Linked DNA regions of Mus musculus: regions 1, 2 and 4 are each linked to region 3. Evidence: chromatin contacts called from public HiChIP or PLAC-seq, Micro-C and capture Hi-C data. All regions are on one chromosome and are shown on one strand. The core of a region is the stretch at or near the end of the contact, and the rest is flanking DNA. Distances in the headings are between cores, read along the strand shown. Region 1 holds the start of Rnase10 (ribonuclease, RNase A family, 10 (non-active)). Region 2 holds the start of Pnp (purine-nucleoside phosphorylase). Region 3 holds the start of Parp2 (poly (ADP-ribose) polymerase family, member 2). Region 4 has its middle 24 kb from the start of Pnp2.

Region 1 (2,700 bases), core at 100-2,599, 200 kb after region 3:
GCTGGTAGAAGCTAGTGCTCTGCTAAGTCAATAGATTCCAAAAGATTTCTGGTAGTCACAAGATGTTAGTTCCAACACAGATACAGGCAAGAAATGGCAGTTCTGGAAGGCTAGAACTAGTCCAAGATAAAGTAATAAGGTAAGTCTCTCCACAGTACTATACTTCTAACCAGTCAGTCTCTGCAGCCATAGCTTCTTTCTGGAGATTTTGTTCACAAAGACAAGGAGCAATGGGTGGCAGCTGGCAAAGCAGGAACCCATCCCCCGCCCTCCGTATTCTGCTAATCGCTGAACATCTCAAGGCTTCAAGTTTATTATAAAACTGGGGGAATAATTCTAACCTCCTCTGGTAAAGAAGTCCGGAAGGCCACATGAGGTCACTACTGTGCAAGTGAACTAAAATGTAAAACCATCTATCTGAATCCTCAGACCGCAGCAGCTCCTTCATGTGATTTACAAAGAAGGCCTTTTCCTTTACCTGAAGAAGACTTTGTGCCAGTCTTAATGCAGTTAGTTTAGCAGGGAGCAAGGTGAGGTTTTAGTCTCTACTTACACTTTTGTTGACCATTTGAGAATGAACTGTAGCTCAAAAGGCCAAAAACCAAACAAACAAAAGGAAAAACAAAAACAACCTCCCCCCCCCCCCAAAGCCTGTAGACAGCAGAACTCTGAGCTCACCACTTGGGTCTCCTGCATAATGACTACAGAAAGCATGCGTCTCGGGAGATGATCATCGTCATCATCTGGAGATGATCTGTGCCGTGCCTTATCAGTCCCAGATGCTCAGCCTTCAGCTGGAGAAAGGAACATCTATTGGACACGGTGACCTCACTGGTTTAGTTCACCACATGTAGGAGCTGATTGATGAGTTGTTCTGCTTTCATGTTCCTTTTCAAGAGCCAAATAACTACATTTACAAAATCTGGATTTTTTTTTCCCCACTGCAAATAATCAAATGAAGTCATGCTACCCTTGCAAAAATGTGAAAAGCAGTATTGGAAAGGTGCCGCAAACAAAAATAAAAACAAGACGCCAGATACTACCATTCCAGAAGTGATGGGAAAGGGCTGAAGGCAGTATGTGTAGAAAACAAGACAATCAGGCTTGGGACTCAGGCACAAGGTGAGACTGTTCTAAACCACAGGTCAGTGGGCGGAACTCAGAGTAGAACAGTTGATGGAATACAACTGTCTGCAGTTCTTCCAGGTAGAGGATACTTCCTGTCGTTTGCTTAAATTTCTTTACTTCAAAGTGTTTGTGGGAGCAGAAAGACACATTAGCTGAGTGTGTCCATTCTGTGCTGGGAAGGAAAGAAGGGGAGAGGCATGGGTTCAGGAGATCCGGCTGTGTTTAAAAGCCCTCAGCACACAAGGAGATAGCTACTTGTATGGAGAGCAGTTTCTGGGTACAGCTCACAGAGAAGGACGCTCTAGGAGAGCAGAACTGGGGACATAGGAAGAGCCAAGACTATCTAAAGCTGCTTACAAGTGTAGGTAAGCCACGTCAGGGTCGGGTACCTCAGAGAGCAAAGCCGGGGCCTCATGTATTCTAGGCAAGATCTCTAGCAGCTGAGCCACATCCACAGCCCATTCAGTTTCATTCTCTTGAAATTTCTTTCTCTCCTCTTCTTTAAAACAAAAACAAGCTCTGGCAAGTTTTTACTAAAGGAAATCTTTCCTGGTTTATCTCACCAGTCTGCTCTGGCAAGCTTCTAACAACGTCAGAGTCACTTGAGTCAATGACAGCCAGTGTGCACACTCTGCAGTATTTTCCACATGCTGTGCCAATGTAATGTTATTGCCACTGTAATGATGGATGCTAGTTTTTGGCCAAGATAAATTCTATGTGAGATTTCCTCAGCGCTGGGTGACTGTTGAGCAAGAAGGCCAACCGTGCCCTTCCCCGAGTCCTCGGCTTCAGAGTCTGCTCACACACAGCATGCACTTTCCACGTTTCATAACAAGTTTAACAATTTGGAGCCCAGAGCTGTTGACTGCAAAGACTGTAACTTCCTTTCAGCTACATCTTCCTGCCTTAGTTCTGGGATGGCCCCCAACCAAGAGCGGCTGCCAAAATAGCTGGAGCCTGAGAAAGCCGTACTGCATTTCTTCCCTAACCACAAATAGAAATACAAATGACAAGATGTAGCAGAGGCCTGGGCTGACTGCACATTTCTGCAGCTTTACTTTAGGAGTGAGAACGAACCCATTTCTCTTTCAGTTCATTTTTATTCCTTTTTGGGAAAAGGGTAATAATAACAAGCAAAATAAATCTGGGATAAAAATGGACACAATGCTTCCTAGAGCAAGGTTGTCTCTAAGAATTTCTCTGTACTCATTTGGCTTAGCTACTCTCTTTGGTGATTCGAGAATAATTTCTGTTTAAGAATCGGTGGGCGGGGGCTAGAGAGGATGGAGTGGCATCAAGTTTCCTCACTGATTACTCAGACAAGGACCAGCTTACAGTCACTTCTGTTAGCCACTTTCCAATCCTCAAGACCCACACAGGAATGGGGAATGTGAGGAGAAGGGGCAGAAGAAGTGTTCAAGAAAGAGATTCATTTCCTTAGGTAGGTGGAGTAACGGGGAGAATTCAGTGGAGTACTCAAGGTCTATTTTGCTGGCGTTGGCCAACCATGGCAGGGGCCAGAGTTTATCTCTACATCACGCCTTCATTTTCCTCTTCTTCTTCAGGCAAAAT
Region 2 (2,796 bases), core at 279-2,778, 140 kb after region 3:
AACAAACAAAAACAAAAACTACAAAAAAAAAAAAAAATTAAGGGCTGCAGAGATGGCTTAGTAGTTAAGAGCACTGGTTGTTCTTCCGGAAGTCCTGAGTTCAAATCCAGGCTTACACCTGTGTGTGATTCCCATCCCTAGAGCTCTGACACTTTCACATAGGTACCATGCAGGCAAAGTACCATGAACATAATAAAAAATAAGTAAATAAAACAAAAAGGTTTTAAAAACAATAAAACAGGGGCCGGTGAGATAGCTCAACAGTTAAGAGCACTGACTGCTCTTCTGGAGTCATGAGTTCAAATCCCAGCAACCACATGGTGGCTCACAACCATCCTTAATGAGAAACAAATAAAAAACCTATGGGCCGGAGAGAGCAGGACCAGAGTGAAAGGGAAGAGGCAGGGAGTGGGGAGGAGGAAACAACAACAAAACAGCTTAGACTGGCCCAGGCCAGCCTCAATGTATACAATCTCCTGCATCATTCTTTCCTTTCTGCTGCTGCTGCTGCTACTACTACTACTACTACTACTACTACTACTACTACTACTACTACTACACTACTACTACTGAGACAGAACCTCATTACCAACAGTCCAGGGTGGCCTGGAACCCAGAGATCCTCTGATTTGGCCCTGAGTACTGGGATTAAAGGTCTATACCACCACACCGAACTTTCCAGCAATTATTTTTACTCTTGTGCTCACTCCACTAAAACTGGTGCACAGTTAATGCTCAATAAATATTTTTTAAGTGAGTGAGAAAAACAGGTTTGGAAAACAGTGGCTTGAGTTGTGGTATAAACTGTCAAGCAGGAGAGAAAATTTCCAGGAGAGAAACAGTTAAAGAATTTCAAGAACGAAGCATAGGTGGTTATGTAGTTTGATTACAGAAAAGAGATGCCAAATACTTTCCACAGTATACTGTTTAATTCTGGGGTGGGGGTGGGGAGCAATGTGTGCTTCTATTATGTGAAATTTCTTCTTGACAAGAGTTCTCTGCCAGACAGTGGTGACACACACCTTTGATCCCAGCACTTGGGAGGCAGAGACAGGCAGATTTCTGAGTTCGAGGCCAGCCTGCTCTACGGAGTGAGTTCCAGGACAACCAGGGCTACACAGAGAAACTCTGTCATGAAAAAAAAAAAAAAAAGAAAAAAAAAAGTTCTCAAAGTTAGCAGAATTGTTTGGACTCCGTACTGTGCGTCCAATCAACTTGCCATCTTGCCATCTTGCCATCCTGTCTATGCCTACCATCTAGAACTCATTTCTATCTGGGTCACGAAGTGTTTCCCCAAATCCTGCAGGCTCCTAGTCAGCACTGTTACCCGCCCAGCAACCGCTTCCCTATTCCCGAAAGCAGCTCAGACACTGTTTCGTTTCATTTTATTTCAAGATTGCGCAATCTATGAAAAAAAATTGAATTTTTTCGCTTTTCAAATTCTTATCCAATAACGCAGCGGAGAATGGAGTTGCAGATAGGCAGTTCCGGGGCTCTCTACCCTGCTTCTCTTTCCGCACAGGCCTCCTTTTCTGGCTGGGAAATCATGACTGTGTGCGGGTTTCATCTGCTGGTTGCCTTAGACTAGGAGTGGGTCTCTTTGAAAAGAACTCTGGAGAGGTTTCCTGCCACACCTCTGGATGAGGGTGTGTCACCATGGAGACAAGGCCGCTGCCATTGGCTGGAGCCTGGGGCTGAGGATATAAAGGCCGGCCCAGCGAATAGTGCACTAACAGTCTTGACCTGACTCAGACAGTGTCGCCGTGGAGCGGAAAGGGCAGGATTTCGGCGTGGCCGTCGGTGACTCCATGGAGAACGAGTAAGTGCCGGGCCCGGGGACTCGGGCGTTCTGCCGAGAGAGACGGGCTGTAGCTGAGAACTGGGAACTTATCAGCCTGGGCCCAGAGAAGGAGCGAGTCTGTTGGGGATGCAGAGAGGCCTGGCACAGAGCCCAGTGGCAGACATAGGGCTCCAGAATGGTGGGGCGGCTGGCGCGACAGGCAGGCGCGGGAACCAGCGGTAGGGGCGCCCCGGAGCAGGAAGAAACAGGTTAGCGCAGTGTAGGCACCATCACAAGGAACATTGTGCCTCCATGGTGTATGTGGATGTATGTGGGGAAGGAGGCGAAAGCCCTGACTACTTAATAACACAAGTTTCCTTTCCAGCGGTCCAAGTAACCCAGTAGATAATTCTGTTGTGCAATTCCGCAGTTCCTTTAGAGGGAAAATTGCTCATTTTCCGCGACTCTCTCTCCTCCAAGCTGGAAGTCGCATTAACAAATGAGGAATGGAGTCTTTTTAAGGCTGGGAAATCTGTATTCACTGACCTGCTTAGATACTTATACACACCTTCCTGCCCACTTTAAAAACAAAAACAAAAAGCAAAAAAGTCAACTCCCTTCCTTTTGGGTCGGGAATTCCTAGATTGACTCACCGCAGAGCTGTAGGGATCACAGTGGCTTTAGGATGATCTCAGGTCCGACGTGTCCTCGGGGACTGTGAGCTATAGCTGGACATGGCCAGGTGGCCAAGCCTCATACTTCCGGCCCTTTAGGACTGCATCCTAAATTCTTGCCTACTTAATTGCTTCTATCTGTCCCTGCCCTACCTAGCTGTTTCATTGTGGATAACCTGTTGTGTTATAGTCCTGTTTTGCTTCCTATAGTATACTCTGTGGCAGTTTGTGACAAGGTCTTGCTATACCTCCAGGCTAGGCTCAAGTTATACTAATGTCTGGGTCTGCCATGTCTTTAAGTCTCTAATACTTAAAGCTCCCTGGCTGGAAGGAAAAAAAAAG
Region 3 (2,961 bases), core at 215-2,714:
GTGTGCCACCACACCCAGGTTTTGTTTTGTTTTTTTTTTTTTTTGTTTTTTTTTTTTTTGTACAGGGTTTCTCTGTATAGCCCTGGCTGACCTGGAACTCACTTTGTAGACCAGGCTGGTCTCGAACTCAGAAATCCACCTGTCTCTGCCTCCCAAGTGCTGGGATTAAAGGTGTGCGCCACCACTGCCTGGCTCACCCAGCTTTTTTTTTTTTTTTTTTTTTTAATGAGTTTGTATGTGTTTGTGTACGTATCACTTGTGCTTTTTATTTATTTATTTATTTATTTTTTAATTTAATTGCCTGTTTTCTAAAGAAAGCTCAAGAGGACATGGAGTTAGTTGGATGGAGACCTGGAGGAGATGAGGGACGGGAAATGGTAATCAAAGTTTTATTTTTCAGTTTTGGTCATTAATCGATCTGAGGCATCCACACACTAGTCAAGTCACAGCTTCGCGCCTTTGTAAGGAAAGCTGGGCTTGGTATGAGCCCTATTCCACTCCTATCTCAATTGCTTCTCCTTTCTCAGTGTTCTTCGCTGTAGCTCAACTCTGCTCATTTACTTCATGAGGAATTCCCAGCCTGTTTCTCTATTATGATACTATGTGCTTTTCCTAAGTACTTATTACAGTTACAGGTTCATTTTTTTGGTTTTGTAATAAGTCTACATATATATTCTCCCAATAACAAGTTACATGAAGGTATGAACTACGTTTATTTTTGCTAGACAAATAGCTAAAGTATAGCCCCAAAAATCCAACAGTGGGAGGGGGTTCATATCATGTTTCACTAAATGTTGTCAAACTCCCTTCTATATTTTTATGGTTTAATCCATATTTGAACAACTCTCAAGCTTGGTCTTTTTATAGTAGAGGGTTGTGGTCAATACAGTCACAACTGTTCAAAATGAATGAATGACTGACTGAATGCTGAGACACAGAGTAAATATATAAAACCCTTTCGAGTCAATACTCCAAAAGGATCTCGATCAAAAAAGAGGGCGGGGGAGAGTAGTCTGAATTGGGTTATGAGGCCCGGGAGGTGCCTCACCTCAGCCATTGAACTCGCACTGCTGGCCGTGAGTCTGTTCCAAGCTCCGGCGAGGGAGGCATCCGCTCCGGCGAGGGAGGCATCCGCCCCGACTCGGGGCTTCTCCTGCCCAGTCTGCCCAAGCGTAGAGCCCTGCTCTCTGGGAACTCACCTCCCCGCTCGGGGAGAGCCCGGTTAGGGCCGCGGGAGGCCCAAGTCTCAGACCTTCCCAGGGGCCGAAGAGTGACACGCACTCAGCACGTGGCCCCGCTGATGAGCTTCCTCCGCCCACTTTCAGGATGTAGACCGGCCGCCACTATAAGGCTCGAAAGAGGAATAAATTTTTCGTTTAGGGTGATTTCCCACAAAGCACAGCGCGTAATTTGCATGCGCTCTACCCCAGGCTCCTGTGCTAGACAAGAAGCCCGCGCATCCGGGCAAGGGATGATGACGTCGTCCTTCAAGAGCGATGGCGCCGCGGCGGCAGAGATCAGGCTCTGGAAGGCGAGGTGGGAACTCAGTCCGCAGGCTGAATGCTCGGCCCAGTGTCACAGGGAGCCTCTCGCTTTTTCATATTACACTTCAGTCCAAAGAGGCGGGTCACGGATAAGCGCTTACAGTAAAGTGATTAGCTGTAGTCAACCTTTTAAGATACATCCGATTTCAGAAAGTAAAATTCGAATCTTAGAATTGGTGTCTGTAGACCGTATACTGTGTCTGTGGTCTCGGTTTTATATTTCGGGCAACTAAAGTTCAATGAATTTACAGGTTCTAAAGCTCCAAATAGCAACGCTGGCAGCAAGTTGGTCAGTCCAGACCGTTGAACACTTTACTGATGACCATGATGAAGTGGTCTAGTTTGAAGGAAGGTATTAGAGACCAAAGGCTATGAGACCCATGTAATGAACTGTAAAGATCTATGTAAACTTATTTTATCCTATTATTAATATCCCATCAGGATAGCAATTTAGGCAGTATTGCTCAGTGAGTGGTGTGCAAGTTATTAAGAGCATGTTGAATTATTTCTTTAGAAATTATTTAATCTTTATGTATTTTATCTGCATATATATATATATATGCACCATGTATGTGCCTGGAAGTGTTGGACCCCCCGTACTAGAGTTACTGACAGTTGTGGTCTGCCATATGAGAGATGGAACTTAAACCCAGAGCCTCGGGAAGAATCAGGCAGCTCCTTCATCACTGACCCACCTCTCCAGCTACTTTAAGTTCTTTCTTTAAAGGATATTATGAGAGCCTGGTGGGCATGTTGGCTCACACCTTTAATGCTCGCACTTGGGAGGCAGAGGCAGGAGGATCTCTGTGAGGTCCAGGACAGCCAGGGCTATATAGAGACCCTGTCATTTAAAAAGGGGGGTGGGGGGAGGAGGGTTGTCAAGAAGCTGGAGAGTTAGCTCAATGTTAAAAACCACTTGTTAGCCAGGCGTGGTGGCACACGCCTTTAATCCCAGCACTCGGGAGGCAGAGGCAGGCGGACTTCTGAGTTTGAGGCCAGCCTGGTCTACAAAGTGAGCTCCAGGACAGCCAGGGCTATACAGAGAAACCCTGTCTCGAAAAACCAAAAAAAAAAAAAAAAGAAAACAAAACCAAAAAAAAAAAAAAACACTTGTTGCCCTTATAGAGGGTCTGAGTTTGATTCCAAAATCCCACATGGCAAGTCATAACCACCCTCCCAGACCTCCAGGTACACCAGACATCCAGACATGCACGTGGCACACATACATATACAGACAGAACACCCATACACGTAAAAGGAAACAATAACCTTTGGGGGTTTGTTTCTTTGTTTGTTTTGGGTTTTATGTTTGTTAACAGTCAAGGGCAGAGACAACTCTACTGTCTCTGACAGCAACCTTAGTTTTTCAGAGACCTCCACTCAGGCAAACCTAGTATTCTTGCCTTTAAAGTAGAAA
Region 4 (3,078 bases), core at 256-2,755, 170 kb after region 3:
TCAGTAGGTTGGCTCAGTTCTCAAGACCCAGAAGTACTGGCCAGCCTAACCCCCTCCCTGCCTGAGACCATCTTCCCACAGGATGTGTGTGCTGAACAGATCAGATGGGACACGGAGAACTTGTCAGTCAGAGTTACAAGCCTCTTGTCCGGTGGTGGCGTCCACTGCAGAGGCCAGGCTGTCCTCTTGGCCTTTTAGCCGCTCACAGATCAGCTCTGCAATGGTTCTCTGGGTCCGCTTTTCTAGCTTCTCTAGCTTCTTGGCCACATCTCTCTTGAGATCCCAATCAGGTTTCCGGGGTGCCAAGTTGGCCAGGTCCACTTCCTCAATGACAGGCTCTGGCTTGGCTGCCTCCAGCTGCTCCTTCACCTTCTCCTCCACTGCCACTGGTTTGGCCTGGGGGACCCGCCTCCTCTTCAGGTCTTCATCCTCTGGGACATAGTTCCTGAGCCTGAGTCCCCTGTGCTTCCCAACTTCCTCTCCCTCTTCTCTGAGCTGCTTGGTCTGTGGCTCCCCATCTTCCCTGTCCTTGCGCCCGGTTTTCTCCCGGAGGGCCTTCAGCCGTTCTTTCCGCCTCTTCCTCTAGGCGGCCCACACCGGCAGGAGCAGCCGCCATCTTTTCGGAGGCCCCCCACCTCCCCCACCAATGTGTTTTAAACTTGCTTTGATTTAAGGCTTTCTTTGATCTGTGAAACTATAAAACTTCATGAAACTGTTTCCACATTGGAACATGGAATTTGGGGGTGACATAAATCATTGTGTCCAGGCTACAATGACTTAAAGTAGCTGTGCCATAACTATCTGCTGTTCATTTTAAGATGAGACCTCTGGGTTTTGCCATTCTCTCTGCCTCCTTTCCACCCTGGCTAGGGCCCAGGAGAAATCGGTGATGGTAGGCAGTAGGAACTTAGAGGAGAAGGTTGCCCAGGGCTCACATCCTGAGACTTACGAGCCTCTGCCAGCATTTACTGTGTGGAGGTGCGGGAACAGGTTTCTTTTCTCTACCAATGAAATAATTAAAAGGCAAACCAAGTCTGAAAGTCAACAAGAGACAAAGTTTGTTCATTCACTTTTTTAGAGTCTAAAAGAAAAACATCCCAAGCTGTAGATCTCAGTAGCTGCCCAGAGGAAAAGTGAGAATAAAACAGAAAAAGCCATTTGAGTTAAGCTGGTTTGGAGGTTAGCCACATGGCAGCAGGCAGCTTCATAGACTGAGCAAGGAAAATCAAATGCCTGGGGAAAAGCATATTTGGTAAAAACACAACTCAACAACAACACACCAAAAACCAGTAAAAAGGAAAAGTTGGAACATTCTGAGTTAGGACTAGGCCAAACCTCACCAAGACATGAAAGGAGACCCAGACTCCCTCCCTCCCTTCTAGCTCCTGCAGTTAAACTTCAGTGCTGGGCTGGCTGGCTGGCCTCCAGTCTCAACCAACCCCTTCACTGCTCACTGTCCTCTTGGTTGCCCTGGGTGCCTTGTTTTGGCAGCCTTGCCCTTGTTTTCTAAGCACCTCTCTCAACCCTCCACTCCCAGATGACCTTCCTGAATGTCCTACAAGGAAGGGAGTGCCTTAGACTGTTTACATTTCAACAACCCCCTCACTGCTTTCACCCCCACCCCAAGGTATTGTCCCCAGTTCCATTATGTAGCTCTGGATGGCCTGGAACTCACAGAGGTCCATGTGTCTCTACCCTCCTGAGTGCTGGGATTAAAAGCAAGGGGTGTTAACCCCAAAGATTCAAGGAGAAAAATCACCCACCCAAATCATCATGGGCAAATTAATCAAAACAAGCTTCTCAATTCACGTATACTGGCTGCCTCTCCCTAAGTTGGGGTTTAAGAGGTCAACACTGGACATGGGCAAGATAAGGGTTTTTATAGTTCAGTTATAGGGGATTTCTAAATGGGGGATTTGGCGGGCTAATGGGCAGGGTTACAGGAACAGCATAACAAGTGGTCATAACAATGTGGTCATACGAAGGTGGTCATAACAACCTTTTGAAAGAAAGACATGGTTGGCACTTCCTGGAGCAGGCAGTACAGAACCATTTGTAGTTAAGGTTACAGGTGAGGCATATCCCAGCCCTTGGGAAACAGATTTAATCACAAACAGGAATGAACCTGTTTACTATACGATGGCTTTTAACCCTAAGATGGAGGTAGGCTGGTTCATAACTGTCATCGCACCTGGCCCACATTGATTTTCTGGGAATGTTGGAAGGTGCATTAAGAAAGGAAGGAGATGCTACTGAAGAGTAGATACACTCTACAGAAAAGAACTTGAAGGGGCTGAAGAAGAGCTGGCCATTCTTCCAGAGGACCTAGTCTCATTTCCCAGCATCCACATGGCAGCTCACAGTCTCCAGTCCCAGTATTTTGACCTGTATAGGTAAAACTCCTATGCCTATAAACATTTTTTTTAAATAATAATTTAAAAAGTTATTGAATAACTTTCTGACGTGTTGCCGGGCATGGTGGCGCACGCCTTTAATCCCAGCACTCGGGAGGCAGAGGCAGGCGGATTTCTGAGTTCGAGGCCAGCCTGGTCTACAGAGTGAGTTCCAGGACAGCCAGAGCTATACAGAGAAACCCTGTCTCAAAAAACAAACAAACAAACAAACAAACAAACAAACAAACAAAAAAAAACCTTTCCGATGTGTTGACTCAGGGACTAGAGAATTCCCAATTAGGCTTTATGGAGAAGCTTTTTACCTGTGATGTATAAAATATATCATTTCAGATCAAGTCATCCAAAACATTGGGGTTGGGTTGATACACACAGCGGGATGTCAAGGTCACTGACTTGCTACAATAAGTACATATTCATAGACCTCCATTCCTTTCCACCTGCTTCAGGGTGAGATCCAAGAGCTGCATCTGTAGGAGTGAGGACTGTGGCAGGTTCCAGAGAAACCTGCAAGAGCAACCTTGTAGTTAACCAACTGAGAAATTCTCAACTTCAATCCAGCATTTCAGTAAGGCTGACCTCAGGAGATAGAGGCTCTGAGTGACTCAGATGATAGGAGGGGGCAGGAACCTCACAGGAGCAAGAGAGGTTTGTGGGTAGAATCCAT

Evidence for each region. Hi-C and Micro-C count contacts between places; a contact is called where the count stands out from the background. HiChIP or PLAC-seq counts read pairs in DNA pulled down with a chosen protein or histone mark. Capture Hi-C pulls out chosen DNA fragments and counts their contacts.
Region 1: a contact with region 3 is called in a capture Hi-C map of macrophages, with 3 times the contacts expected there. The contact joins the promoter of Rnase10 here to the promoter of Parp2 in region 3. A contact is called at or near these places in 13 of 39 promoter capture datasets (the 3T3-L1 cell line, 3T3-L1-derived adipocytes, the C10 cell line and 8 more), 8 of 484 Hi-C or Micro-C datasets (the C2C12 cell line, bone marrow-derived macrophages, cerebral cortex and 5 more), 16 of 115 datasets of contacts at active chromatin or transcription factors (the 230-238 cell line, the SCID.adh cell line, bone marrow-derived macrophages and 7 more) and 4 of 9 other capture datasets (adipose tissue, liver, macrophages and 1 more).
Region 2: a Micro-C map of macrophages shows a contact between it and region 3, with 2.9 times the contacts expected there. The contact joins the promoter of Pnp here to the promoter of Parp2 in region 3. A contact is called at or near these places in 9 of 39 promoter capture datasets (the 3T3-L1 cell line, the HPC-7 cell line, the SN4741 cell line and 5 more), 53 of 484 Hi-C or Micro-C datasets (B cells, the Ba/F3 cell line, the C2C12 cell line and 37 more), 29 of 115 datasets of contacts at active chromatin or transcription factors (the 230-238 cell line, CD4 single positive thymocytes, CD8 T cells and 21 more) and 5 of 9 other capture datasets (adipose tissue, bone marrow-derived macrophages, liver and 2 more).
Region 4: an H3K27ac HiChIP or PLAC-seq map of embryonic stem cells shows a contact between it and region 3, with 5 read pairs. The contact joins the enhancer-like site here to the promoter of Parp2 in region 3. A contact is called at or near these places in 4 of 39 promoter capture datasets (the C10 cell line, cranial neural crest, embryonic stem cells and 1 more), 2 of 484 Hi-C or Micro-C datasets (bone marrow-derived macrophages and pre-B cells), 6 of 115 datasets of contacts at active chromatin or transcription factors (the 230-238 cell line, craniofacial prominence, embryonic stem cells and 1 more) and 3 of 9 other capture datasets (adipose tissue, liver and pancreatic islet).

The regions. Positions count from the first base shown.
Region 1 is chr14:51,006,580-51,009,279 of GRCm38.p6, forward strand. Rnase10 (ribonuclease, RNase A family, 10 (non-active)) reads left to right here and starts at 1,350. Exons shown (of 2, transcript NM_029145.3): 1 at 1,350-1,493; 2 at 2,694-2,700. The coding sequence starts at 1,388.
Region 2 is chr14:50,942,775-50,945,570 of GRCm38.p6, forward strand. It overlaps Pnp (purine-nucleoside phosphorylase), which reads left to right and starts at 1,529. Exons shown (of 6, transcript NM_013632.4): 1 at 1,529-1,819. The coding sequence starts at 1,809. It overlaps Gm52117 (a long non-coding RNA gene), which reads right to left and starts at 2,704. Exons shown (of 2, transcript XR_003951131.1): 1 at 2,434-2,704; 2 at 1,374-1,849.
Region 3 is chr14:50,806,452-50,809,412 of GRCm38.p6, forward strand. It overlaps Parp2 (poly (ADP-ribose) polymerase family, member 2), which reads left to right and starts at 1,465. Exons shown (of 16, transcript NM_009632.3): 1 at 1,465-1,536. The coding sequence starts at 1,497. It also overlaps Rpph1.
Region 4 is chr14:50,978,321-50,981,398 of GRCm38.p6, forward strand. It overlaps the pseudogene Gm8518. Among named protein-coding and RNA genes, the nearest start is that of Pnp2, 24 kb to the left of the region's middle. Within about 2 kb of position 1,506, at least 15 of the 459 cell types and tissues checked have an H3K27ac peak or open chromatin away from gene starts, as enhancers often do. A contact at or near this core is called in embryonic stem cells, where this site is marked.